Regions from separate parts of the Mus musculus genome. Here region 2 is linked to region 1. A link is a contact called in public promoter capture Hi-C data. All regions are on one chromosome and are shown on one strand. Each heading gives the region's core, a stretch centred on a gene start, on an enhancer-like site or on the middle of the called end of the contact. The rest is flanking DNA. Distances are from core to core; before and after follow the strand shown.

Region 1 (5,573 bases), core at 1,238-3,737:
GTCAGTCAGGGCCACTGGAGGCTCCATCTGTGCTTGGCCTCAGGTGAATCTTTCTGGAGAAGCTGAGGAGGAAGTTCAGTGTCTGCATTTCTGCCCAACCTTAATGCGTTTCTCACCAGCCCTGGCTGGGTTTGAAGCCGATTTGTTTGCATTTTTGTGGCATGCAGCACCTCGCCTGGCTGCAGAGGGAGAGATTTGCTTTGTATATAATTTAATCTAGAGGTGAGGTAATGAGTTTTCTCCCCTCAGCCGAGGGGCCTCCTCCAGCCTTGCTGAGCCGGGTTAGGAGCAGAGGAGCTGCCCTGTGGACCTCGTTAGATGGCTCTCCTGCTCACATGATCACAATGGAGAGATGATTTACAGTAACTCTTGATATTAAAAACCTCTGAATGAGACAAGTACCATGAATAACGCTCTGTGGTGAATTTGTTAATGAATTTCTGTGCTAAAAAATGAGTGGGGGTGGGGACTAGACTTGGGGGAAACAAAAGACTGTTGGACCAGAGAAAGACCATGGACCTCAACAAATCAAGTCTCTTAAAGACTCTGGAGAGAAAAATAATTAAACCACTTTTTTTTTAAAAGCTACATCCTGTTCTCAGCTAAGGACAGTCATTAATTTCAAGGTAGAAAGTGGCTTGACATCCTTTTAGTATTCTTAAAATAAATAAACAACTGCCTTTGAAAAAATAGGTTGTGATCCAGGGCGCAAGTAATCTCACTGGCTCTGATCTGTATGTATATGATAAAGTGTGGCCCTTCTGGAGGCTGATTGTAGTATGGTTGGACTTGCGCAGAATGCAGATGTGTGCAGAGGGGCGGGTAAGGAGGCACCTGTCAGCATCTCTTGGTGCTAAGTCTAACCCCTTACCTTCTGGGCCAGGGGGTCCTGCATCTGGCCAGTGGCCAAGGGTGGCTTTCTGGGCATGTGAGCCATGCATTTGCATGCTCCAGGTTTCCTCTCTTGGAAGTCTTACTCATTGAAAATGGGAGCCCGTCTTCTCACTAACAGCTGGCCCGGCAAGGGACTCGTGTGTCAACAGTTTCACCCTGTGTTCACTTGGTGTCTGCCAGATCTAGTCTCTATTCAGGAGGCCATGGAATGAAAAGTTTGCTCTAAAAGTGTGTGTGTGTGTGTGTGTGTGTGTGTGTGTGTGTGTGTGTGTGAAATTGTCTGTCTTCCTAAAGATAGACAAGTTATTGCTTAAAAAAAAAAAAAACCCAGCCTACCTAATTAAAAATATAATACACACTAACTGTGAGGAATGTGAAAGAAGAAAAAAAAAAAATCACCCTCCCCTATGCAACCATAGGCCTTCCTGGTCATTTTATATTTATTTTTGTTTTATTTACATATATACCATTGGAAATATTCAGAAACAATATCTTGGAAGATGTTTTTAGATTTCTCTGTACTGTAGGAGAAAATTTCCCACATGGGTAATTTTTCTTCATGAGAGTTTTATGGCTGCATAAGACTCTCCTCTTACCCAGCAGCCCAGCCTGACTGTGGGCCATTTATGTTTATCGCAAACAGCACTCGGTATTAGTTACTTTTCTCAGAGTTGTGACCAAGTAGCCAGCCAGTGCAGCCTAGAGAAGGAAGGGTTTATCTTGGGTCGCATCCCAGAAGGGGAAGACATGATGGAGGGGTGGGGAGGAAGGGGAAGAGGGGGGACGTGGTGTCTGTAATCAGGAAAAAGACTTGAATGCCGGGCTCAGTTCACATGCTCCAGTTCATTGGTTCTGGGTTCCCAGCCAACAGAAAGGTGGTGCCCTCCTTTAACATGGACCCTCCTTTTCTCAAACCTCTCTGGAGACCTCTCCCGGACACACTCAAAGGTTTCTAGGTGATGGTGATTTCGTCAAGTTGTCAATGAGGACTGAGCATCACACACTGAAGAGAACACACGCATTCCAACACAACCCATCAGACTACCTTCTCAGGCTAGCTTCCTGGAAGTCTAGTTGAGCAAGGCCTCTGGCATATATTGTCTAGCTGCCCCCTGGAAACTTTCCGTTCACAGGAGGAAGGCAGCTGTGGTTCTCTGAGCTCTGCCTATCACCAACACTGCAGCAACTCTCCCTTTCAAAACTGATGGACTGTGCTGCGTCGTGGTGATTTAGAACACAACTAATTCCTCCACTAACCTCACAGTTTTCTGGGGGTGCTTTGGGCCTGGCCCGCCTCCAGTAGCGCTGTGAACCCGCAGTCTACAGATGAGCTCCCTAGAGCAGCTGCATTCCATTGCTGAGGGGAGAGCGACTCTGTGCCCTGCAGAGTCACCACCGGGTACATTCTAGAATGCTGGGCTTGGTTCACATCATTTCATTTTCTTCCTCTTCTTCTTTCTCGTGGTCTCCTGGGGTGAGAGAAATAGCATTCACGTTCTATAGCTTCTGTCAGCTGCATCTCCAGTGGAGAAAGAGCTTCAGGGAGGCGTCCTGAGGCAAGGCTGCTGCTGTCTCTCAGATTACTCCCACATGGCACTGGTCCCTGTTCATGTTTGCAGAATGAGTCTGCTCATTGCCCCATCATCATTTAGACTTGTTCTTAGGTTGTGGGGAAAGAGAATGGTGGGCAGCTAAGTTGTTTACTACAGAGACCTCTCTCTCCCCCTCTCCGTGTGTGTGTGTGTGTGTGTGTGTGTGTGTGTGTGTGTGTGTGTAGCTGCCGCATGCTACTTGTAGGGAGGGAGCTGCCCTAGGGATCTCTTTGAACCCAACAATGGAAATATCTGGATGGTTTGTTCTGGGTCTGTGTCCAGGGTGACTCCCAGAAGCTGGCTCCTGCTAGAGAAGAGGCGGCATGTGGTGAGAGGTTGGGCTGAGGCCTGGCATTACAGACAGACTATGTGCAAACCCCAAAGGAGCCTCGGGTTGCACAGAACTTCTTTTGCTACTGTGGTCCTGGGGCAGTGGTAGTGGGGGGATATAGACTCTCTTCCTGTTTAGCTGCTAGGTCTTCTCTGCTATGGCAGCCACCCCCCCCCTTTTTTTTTCTTTTTCTTTTTTTTCTTTCTTTCTTTTTTTTTTTTTTGCTGTGGTGATTTCTCCATCTGCTAAAGATGGAAGATTTCAGAGCTGGATTGTTTTCCCTGGACCAAATTTCTCTCTCTCTGCCCAGGAGGCCTCCCCTTGCCGCAGCCTGTTCCTCTCCATTGTGTGCAAAGCGCTGCTGGTTTCTGGGCTAGGGTGAAGCATGCATACAGCTGTGGGTTGGCTCCATTCCAGGCGAAGTCACCAGAGACAAAGCAGTGGCCTATGGCTCCTGCGGCCACCACGGAGGAACAAAAGGTTGAGGTCTCTGCCACCCACGAAGCCACATTAAGACTGCCTTCTGCAGGGACACTCAAGGCCAGTGAGGGCAAGAGCCTTCTGCCCCCATTCATCTTCCAGCTCGGTAAATGCAAGCTTCTGAGACTGGGGCCAGACAACACGTCTCAGGTTCTGCAAGTTCTCCAGAACTGCTTCAGTTTTTGACTTTGTGTGTGTGTGTGTGTGTGTGTGTGTGTGTGTGTGTGTGTGTGATATGCTGTGCAAAAATTCTTATACCATTTGTGCTGTGAAACTTACTGCTAGCCAAGGTTTCTGTATATGCATCCTTGGGGAACCTATGAAAAACTCCCTCTTTAAAAGGGCTGAATTTTACACAAGTGTGAGGAATATTCCACAGCGTTTCTAATGAGAACAACTCCCTTCACAGAGCTTTTCATCAGCAGCAAATGCTGTGCGGTGGCTCACTTCACTTCAATGGCACCAGAAGCTGGGCATCGCCATTGCCAGGACCATTTGGCAAAGTAGGGAAGAGAAGCTTAGAGGCCAAATGACTAACCAATGCCATGTGGGACAGTTATCCATGAGCAAAATGCCAATCTGAACCCAAAGCCTATGCATGCCCTTAGATTTATAAGAATTTCCCTTGAGAGGCTAGGCAGTGAAGAGACAAGAATTGAATGTGGTTATATAAATGAATGTCAATATATATCTATACAGGTATTGATATAGACATATAGACACATGTGTATATATTAGGCTATAGACCAGGAAGGGACTTCGCCTGCTCACACAGAATCAGCAAAGCCTGCCCGGAGGCTGTGAGTGGGGAGCACGCTTGTAACCACAGCACTGAGGACCTGAAGCGAGGGATCAGGAGCTCCAGGCCAGGCCAGGCTGTGTAACAAGACCCTGCTTCAGAAAAGACTAGACTGTGACAGTGGCCAGGGGAATGCATAAGCACAGGGGTGAGACCATCTTTAATGGTTTGGGTTTGCAGAGGTAAGAAAGAATTCCCTCCTAACGTGATATTTCATTGAGTTTCTAGTATGTTCTTGTATTGAGTGCTAGAGATACCAAGCAAAGGGTCTTATATTTCAAGAGCTCTTCCGGAGCAGGCTCACTAACCCATGAGACAAGCATAGAATGGGTGACCCTGCCTGAGGAGGCTCCTCTCCACCTGCGGCTGCAATGGCTGAAGAGCCAAACAAAAGGACAAGGTGTGCCCCGTTCAGACGAAGCAAGCGGACTGAGAAAGCTGTGGGCTCCTTAGCCCACCCGGAAGTGAGGGCTGGTTTCACTTTCTCAGGGCAGGGAGTGTTGCTTCATCATATGTCTATAAGAAAAAACTGAGCGGCAGGTCTAAACTCACGTCACAGACTTTTAAAGTTCTCCCTGAGAAATCTGTGCAACTTCTGGAATCCCATAGAAGGTGTTAAGAACAGGCGTTGTAGTTTTTAAAAGCTGAGTCTGGCATCTGGTGGTGGGTCAGAGGGCCCAGGGAGCTGGAGAATGGTTACTGCATGGACAGGGATGAGAATGGGAGGGCTCAGCTAAGAGTCTCCTGGCTTGAGCCAGGTCACACCGCTTAGGATGTGGAAAGCAGTGTGATTCCTGAACCCAGGAGAAATCGCACAATTATATATCAGTGGGGATAAATCTTCACCTTCGGTGTTGGACAGTGGTCTTACGCTGGAGAGAAGAGCAGGGTAAGGACTCTCTCCCTCCACTGCCAGCACTCCCAATCAGAATGGAGGGAGGAGTCTGAAGGGGCGGGACTCAGAAGGCCCCACCCACCCAGGCTCAGGCTTCTGCAGGTGCAGATCACAGGGGTGAAGCTTTGCTCCTCTCACGGTGAACTCCACTACTAGGCCCAAGGCCTTACAAGAAATGCCAAACCAATAAAAACTGATTGCTGGGGAAGAACACCAGTGTATGAAGATCACAAACAAAAGGCATAAATTGGGATAGCGCAACCAAGTCATCAAAAAGCTAGTTGGCTGAGGGTGGGGACCATGCAGAGCCATGCCCCATCTGAAAGGCAGCTGCCGCTGGTGGCTTGCCAATTCTCCCCACCAGGGAATGTGGGCTCACAGTTGCCTTATTTCCCCAAATATTTTTAAAGCCATAGATCTGATTTTGTGTGTGTGTGAAATCTTCTGACTTCTAAATATTGGCAAAAAAAAAAAAAAAACCTTACAAAATACAGTGGGGTCCAAACAATACCCATGGAGGACCACATCTGGTTTATGGGCCATGATTTGGGTCCCTTGACAAAGATTTTTAACCTCCTTCTG
Region 2 (5,573 bases), core at 1,776-4,275, 160 kb before region 1:
AATTATTAGTAATTTCAAAGGCATGCTTTCTAAAAAGTAGATTCTGGAGGCCTTACTTAGCCATGATAGAAACACATCATACTCACACAGGATATAGAAAAGGGGCCAAATTGCAGCTGCGTTTCTCCTGGTTCGGCCCAATAACGCTCACATTTTTTCTGTCACATAAAAGAGAAGGTAATGGTTTCCCTCCACATAGTCTAATCCCTCCTACAAAATGAAACCCACTCCCTCATTCAGAAGCAGCTCTGTGTTCTTCATCTTAGGTTAGGCACAGCACACCTAACCCCCTTGGACTTCAGCTCCAGCAGCATGATAGGGAGTCTCCAAAGGATAAAAGACAGAAATTAAAGGATGTCTAAATTACAGACTTCCTAGAACCTGAAAAAGTAGACATAGCCATTGTTGACCTAATTTCAGCATCTAAGAAAGAAAGAAAGAAAGAAAGAGAAAGAGAGAAAGAAAGAAAGCTGAAATTGTTGACTAAAACATCTGCACCAGGTTAAGTGTCAGATTCCCAATTGTGATTAGAATTCCCAACTCAGAATAGCAGCAGTAGACAGCAATGCAGTCACATGTTTAGGTTTAAATTTTCTAGCAGCACATTTTTAAATGAATTTAGCCCAAAATACCAAAATATTTAACATGTAATCCAGGGTACAATAATAGTGCATATTTGCTTGCCCTGTTGTTTTGATAAAAATTAAAATCCTATGTATATTTTATACATAGCACACACCTTAAGTAGAATACTAAATTTTCACTGGAAATGTTTTTTTATAGTAAACCATGTTTATATTTGAAAAACTTTCATATGCCCCAAAATAAAATTTTCAATAGCTGAAGTGAAGGTTCATTTTTAGTTTTAAATGGATTAAAATAAAAGTATCGACTCCTTCTACCATGCAATCCATGGCAGGACTTGATGACTGCGTGTGGAAGCGCAGCCCAAGGAGAGTCTCTGGGGGGCATTTAAAGCATCTGAGTATTGGAAAGGGAACGGTATTCTTGTCTCCCTTCCTTTCTTTAACTGTAGAGCACAGGAGATATGAGGGGAAATGGGTACAAGGGATTCTCAGAGGGGAAACCGCTTGTGGATCGTGTGGTATGGAATGGTTTCTCTCAGATACACATAAGCAAAGTTCTGTCTTTATCTTTAGGTCGACCAGTACTAGACAGCAACTCACCTTTCCCATTTCAAACTCCATACATGCCATGACAATGACCTAGAGGCAGGAAACAAAAATGTAAACGTGTTCAAAGCTAGAGAGGACAGTCCTGCATGAGTCCCAGAGCCAGAAAGTAGTAAGCAGTGTTTCTCTGTTGGCTTTGCCTTTTAACCCATAAAGAAACCCCAAGGACTATGAACCGCTCTTACTCTTCCTCCTTTTGTTTCCGCTTCCCTTTCTCTATCAGCTCAATTCTTGCAACCGAGCTGCCAGCTTGCGTTCATGTGAACAAGAGCTCATTGTAAAACTGATAAAAGATACCTGCTCTCTGAAATTTCATCAAGCCCCAAAGAAAAGAGCGGCTTTTAACAGCTGGGAAGCCTGCTCAGTTTCTCCCTGGCATCCCGCCTTCTCTACTGAAGTACCTGAAGCAATTATGCACTCACCAAGATGCGGTACTCCCAAATCATCCTCCAGAAGTCCAGGAGAGTTGTAGATAAAGGACCCTGGGTAGCAATATAAGCCTTGGGTCCATAGACACCCTAAAGGAGAACAGAATTCACCTGAGGTGAGTGCAGACAGCACCCTCTTCCCCTAGTCTTCTCCCCATCCCCTATTTCAGGTGCTCAGAAAAATATGGGATGCTTTTATTTCCTCAATCTACCTTAATAAAGCTGGCATTGATATAACTGGAATCCTCATCGGAAGTTAACAGAGACAGCTCTACCAGGCTGTGATCATCTGGAACACGAGAGAAAGAGACAGTGTAACTGAAAAATCTTACATAGAGGGCTAAGTCTACGTGAACAAGTAATCGAATGAATGAACGTTCTTTTACAGTCATAAATAATATAATTAATTTGCCAGTGAAGCATTCTAAGATTAAGAACAAGCGCTGGGTTAAAAACTGAAGGCAGAGAGTTAAAATTGGAAGGAAAGACAAGTTTACAGGAAGAAACTGAACTTACAGGGCAAAATATCCTTGTATCTGTTTTTCTTGATATTCTTGGGCCTCTGAGCCACAGTTGTAGGATAGATTTTGTCGGCCTTGTACTTGGTGGATTGCCTTTTCAGCTTCTGTAATACAATTTCAAGAAGAATTTCCCCAAAGAAACAGGTAAGGGATTTAGAAAAACAGCTCACTTGAAAGAATGAGCACCTGCGTTGGATTCCCAGAACCCACATAAAAGCCACGTGTGGGCTAGGAATGGTGGCACATGCATTTGGCAGGCACAGGCAGACAGATCTTTGCAAGACTGAGCCAGTCTGGTTTACATAGTGAGTTCTGTGCCAGGCAGAGAAACACAGAGAGACCCTCAAAGATATAGATAGATAGGTAGATAGATAGATAGATAGATAGATAGGTAGATAGGTAGATAGATAGATAGATAGATAGATAGATAGATAGATAGATAGATAGATAGATAGATAGATAGATAGATAGATAATAAAAAAGCCAGGTGTAGTGGCTTAAACTTGCAATGCTGGTAGCAGAGAGCTAGAGGCAGGTGGATTCCTGGGGCTAATAGGCCAGCCAGCTTAGTCTAATTGGCAAGCCCCAGATCACAAAACAAGTCAGGTTACTCTTGAGAACAGACATCTGAGGTTGCCCTATGGCCTCCATAAATGTGCATACACAACCAAATGCACATGTGCATCACATACAGGAAGAGCCTCATGTGCATCACATACAGGGAGAGGCACATGTGCACCACATACAGGGAGAGGCACATGTGCATCACATACAGGGAGAGGCACATGTGCACCACATAGAGGGAGATGCACACGTGCATCACATACAGGAAGAGCCTCATGTGCATCACATACAGGGAGAGTTACACATGCACATATGGAAGGACCTAAGAAGCCATCCGTTTTTCACACATTCCACCTCAACCCTTGTAGCATCCTCTGGGGCTCAGTTCTTCCAGGACAGGAAATAATGATGACACAGTTCAGTGACTTTGGAGAAGTGAAGCTCACGCTGCAGCTGAGTCACAGTGAAAAACCTACATCTGAAACTGCTAAATATTCAAGAAACCAAATAATGTCTAAAAGTGAGCTATGTGCTCCACCCAAGGAATAGACACCAGAGTATGACTTACTTTATAGTGTCGACTCAATGTCAACAGGAAAACTATTAAATTCCATTCATCTTTTTTTACTTCAGATCATTTTTTTCCAAGTAGAAATGGAGCTTAAGTTAGACTTTTTTTTTATGACTGTCAAAATTTTAAGAGATTTCCGTTCCAAAGCATTTTTTATGTGACTCAAACCTTAAGCCTACCCTTCCAGCAAGTTATAATCTAAACAGAATCATATTCGCTAGGTAGAATATGATCTGAGACAGGCAGGGACTATCTTAATGTTATTGGACAAGAATCCTTAATTATTCCTTAAAATTATTCCCATTGATAGACCTAAATGTGAGGTCAGAAATGATATGGTAATTTCTCTTTGGCTACTTGTCTGGAATTAATGTAGTCCAAAATTTCATCTCCTTTGTAATTAAAAGAAGAAAAACAAATATGTGTACTAGGTCTGAAATTTGTGAGACCTAACTAGTACCTCGGACAATGAGTGAAAATGTTTACTGCATTAAGATGATCTGCATTATGTCCCCACTATTTAATGAAGAATAATCCCACGAGGAGTGCCAGCTGCCTTCTTGGGCTAGATCCCTCACATCATGAGCTCTTCATACTTTTTAACTTCTGCTCTGAAATCTCTTCTTCCCTTGGCCCCTATTCTTGCACATGTCATTGCTTCTACATTTCTTTGACTCATTATGCTGGCTGGTGTTTGTTTGTTTGGTTGTTTGGTTGTTTGTTTTTGTTTCTGTTTTATTGAGACAGGGTTTCTCTGTGTAGCCCTGGCTGTCCTGGAACTTACTTTGTAGACCAGGCTGGCCTCGAACTCAGAAATCCACCTGCCTCTGCCTCCCAAGTGCTGGGATTAAAGGCGTGCACCACCACCACCTGGCACGCTGGCTGATTTTATGTCAACTTGACACACAAGCAGCGTCAACTGAAAGGAGGGAGCCTTGATTGAGGAAAAATGCCTCCTTAAGATCCAGCTGTAGGGCATTTTATTAATTAGTGATTGATTGGAGAGAGCCCAGCCGATGGTGGATGGTGCCATCCCTGGGCTGGCTGTCCTGGGTTCTATAAGAAAGCAGGCTGAGCAAAACAGGGAGCAAGCCAGTAAGCAGCATGCCTCCATGGCCTCTGCATCAGCTCCTGCCTCCAGGTTCTGGCCCTGTTTGAGTTCCTGCCTTGACTTCCTTCAGTGATGGACTATGATGTGGAAGTGTAAGCTGAGTAAACCCTCTCCTCCCCACTTGTTTATGGTCGTGGTGCTTCATCATAGCCATAGTAATCCTAACTAGGACACACATCATTCCCACTTGCCCTTATTTCTTAATGGTTCTTTGTTCTCTAGCAAAGAAATACCCAACACTCAAACGTTAAATCTTTGACACTCTTCTCTTGATATATATCCCCCCACCCCAGAGTTAGCCATAAAGCCTTATAGGGGCTGTATAAGTATTTGCAGATTAATATGCCAAAATTTCCAGCATCAGTTAGATACATCTCAAGTTTCTATACTAAGATTTCAGTTCCAAATTACCAACCAGGCCCCAGATATTTTCACTTCGCTATCTTATTGCAGCGTCACGCTATGCACATCTGAAACTAAAGCATCATTATCCCACTTGTAAATGCCAGTGGAGCTACCTTTATTCTGAGCAATCCCACTCTAGAAAACAGGCACTTTAGTTCTTCCCTTCCCACAATTCCTACCTCAGACACAAGTATCAAGTTCAGTTGTTTCTTCCCGTGCAGGGTCTTGCATCAACTTTCTTTCCTGCTATGGTTGGGATATGGTGTGTGACCCTCTAAAAGGCTCCTGTGTTAAAGTCTTGCTTGCCAGCTGATCAGCGTGAGGAAGTGAGTAGCTAGATTCTGAAGGCTCTAACAGCCCTTGATGGGTTCAGAATACGATTGTATTGTTGGAAGAAGGGTCCTAACTTAAGGAAGTAAGCCACAGAGACATATCCAGGAAAGATATCTTGTTCCTATCCCCTTTCTGATGCTCTTTGTGTCTTTGTCTCTGGGGATCCATGAGGTGAGCAGCTTTGTGTCACTATGCCCTCACTGTTATGATGTTCTGCCTCTCCACAGGCCTACAGCAATGGGCCCAAGCAACTATGGAGTGGAACTGTGAGTCAAAACAGCTCTTTCCTCCTTCTGATCTATGATGTGTCATCACAGTGATAGAAAACCCTCTAGACACACCAAGCTTAGTTTAGACTCTTTCCCTTCAAGCTTTAACTCCTATAATTTCTCCTCATCTTCACACCATTCTTCCTTCATTCAAATTTATTGGGTATGATTATGTCAA

Evidence for each region. Capture Hi-C pulls out chosen DNA fragments and counts their contacts.
Region 2: a promoter capture Hi-C map of adipose tissue shows a contact between it and region 1. The contact joins two enhancer-like sites. A contact is called at or near these places in 1 of 115 datasets of contacts at active chromatin or transcription factors (microglia) and 1 of 9 other capture datasets (adipose tissue).

The regions. Positions count from the first base shown.
Region 1 is chr3:103,714,170-103,719,742 of GRCm38.p6, reverse strand. No RefSeq gene overlaps it. Among named protein-coding and RNA genes, the nearest start is that of Olfml3, 21 kb to the left of the region's middle. Within about 2 kb of position 2,487, at least 94 of the 459 cell types and tissues checked have an H3K27ac peak or open chromatin away from gene starts, as enhancers often do. A contact at or near this core is called in adipose tissue, where this site is marked.
Region 2 is chr3:103,870,318-103,875,890 of GRCm38.p6, reverse strand. Ptpn22 (protein tyrosine phosphatase, non-receptor type 22 (lymphoid)) reads right to left here. Exons shown (of 21, transcript NM_008979.2): 2 at 2,138-2,246; 3 at 1,834-1,910; 4 at 1,616-1,711; 5 at 1,188-1,226; 6 at 87-158. Among named protein-coding and RNA genes, the nearest start is that of Ptpn22, 13 kb to the right of the region's middle. Within about 2 kb of position 3,025, at least 75 of the 459 cell types and tissues checked have an H3K27ac peak or open chromatin away from gene starts, as enhancers often do. A contact at or near this core is called in adipose tissue, where this site is marked.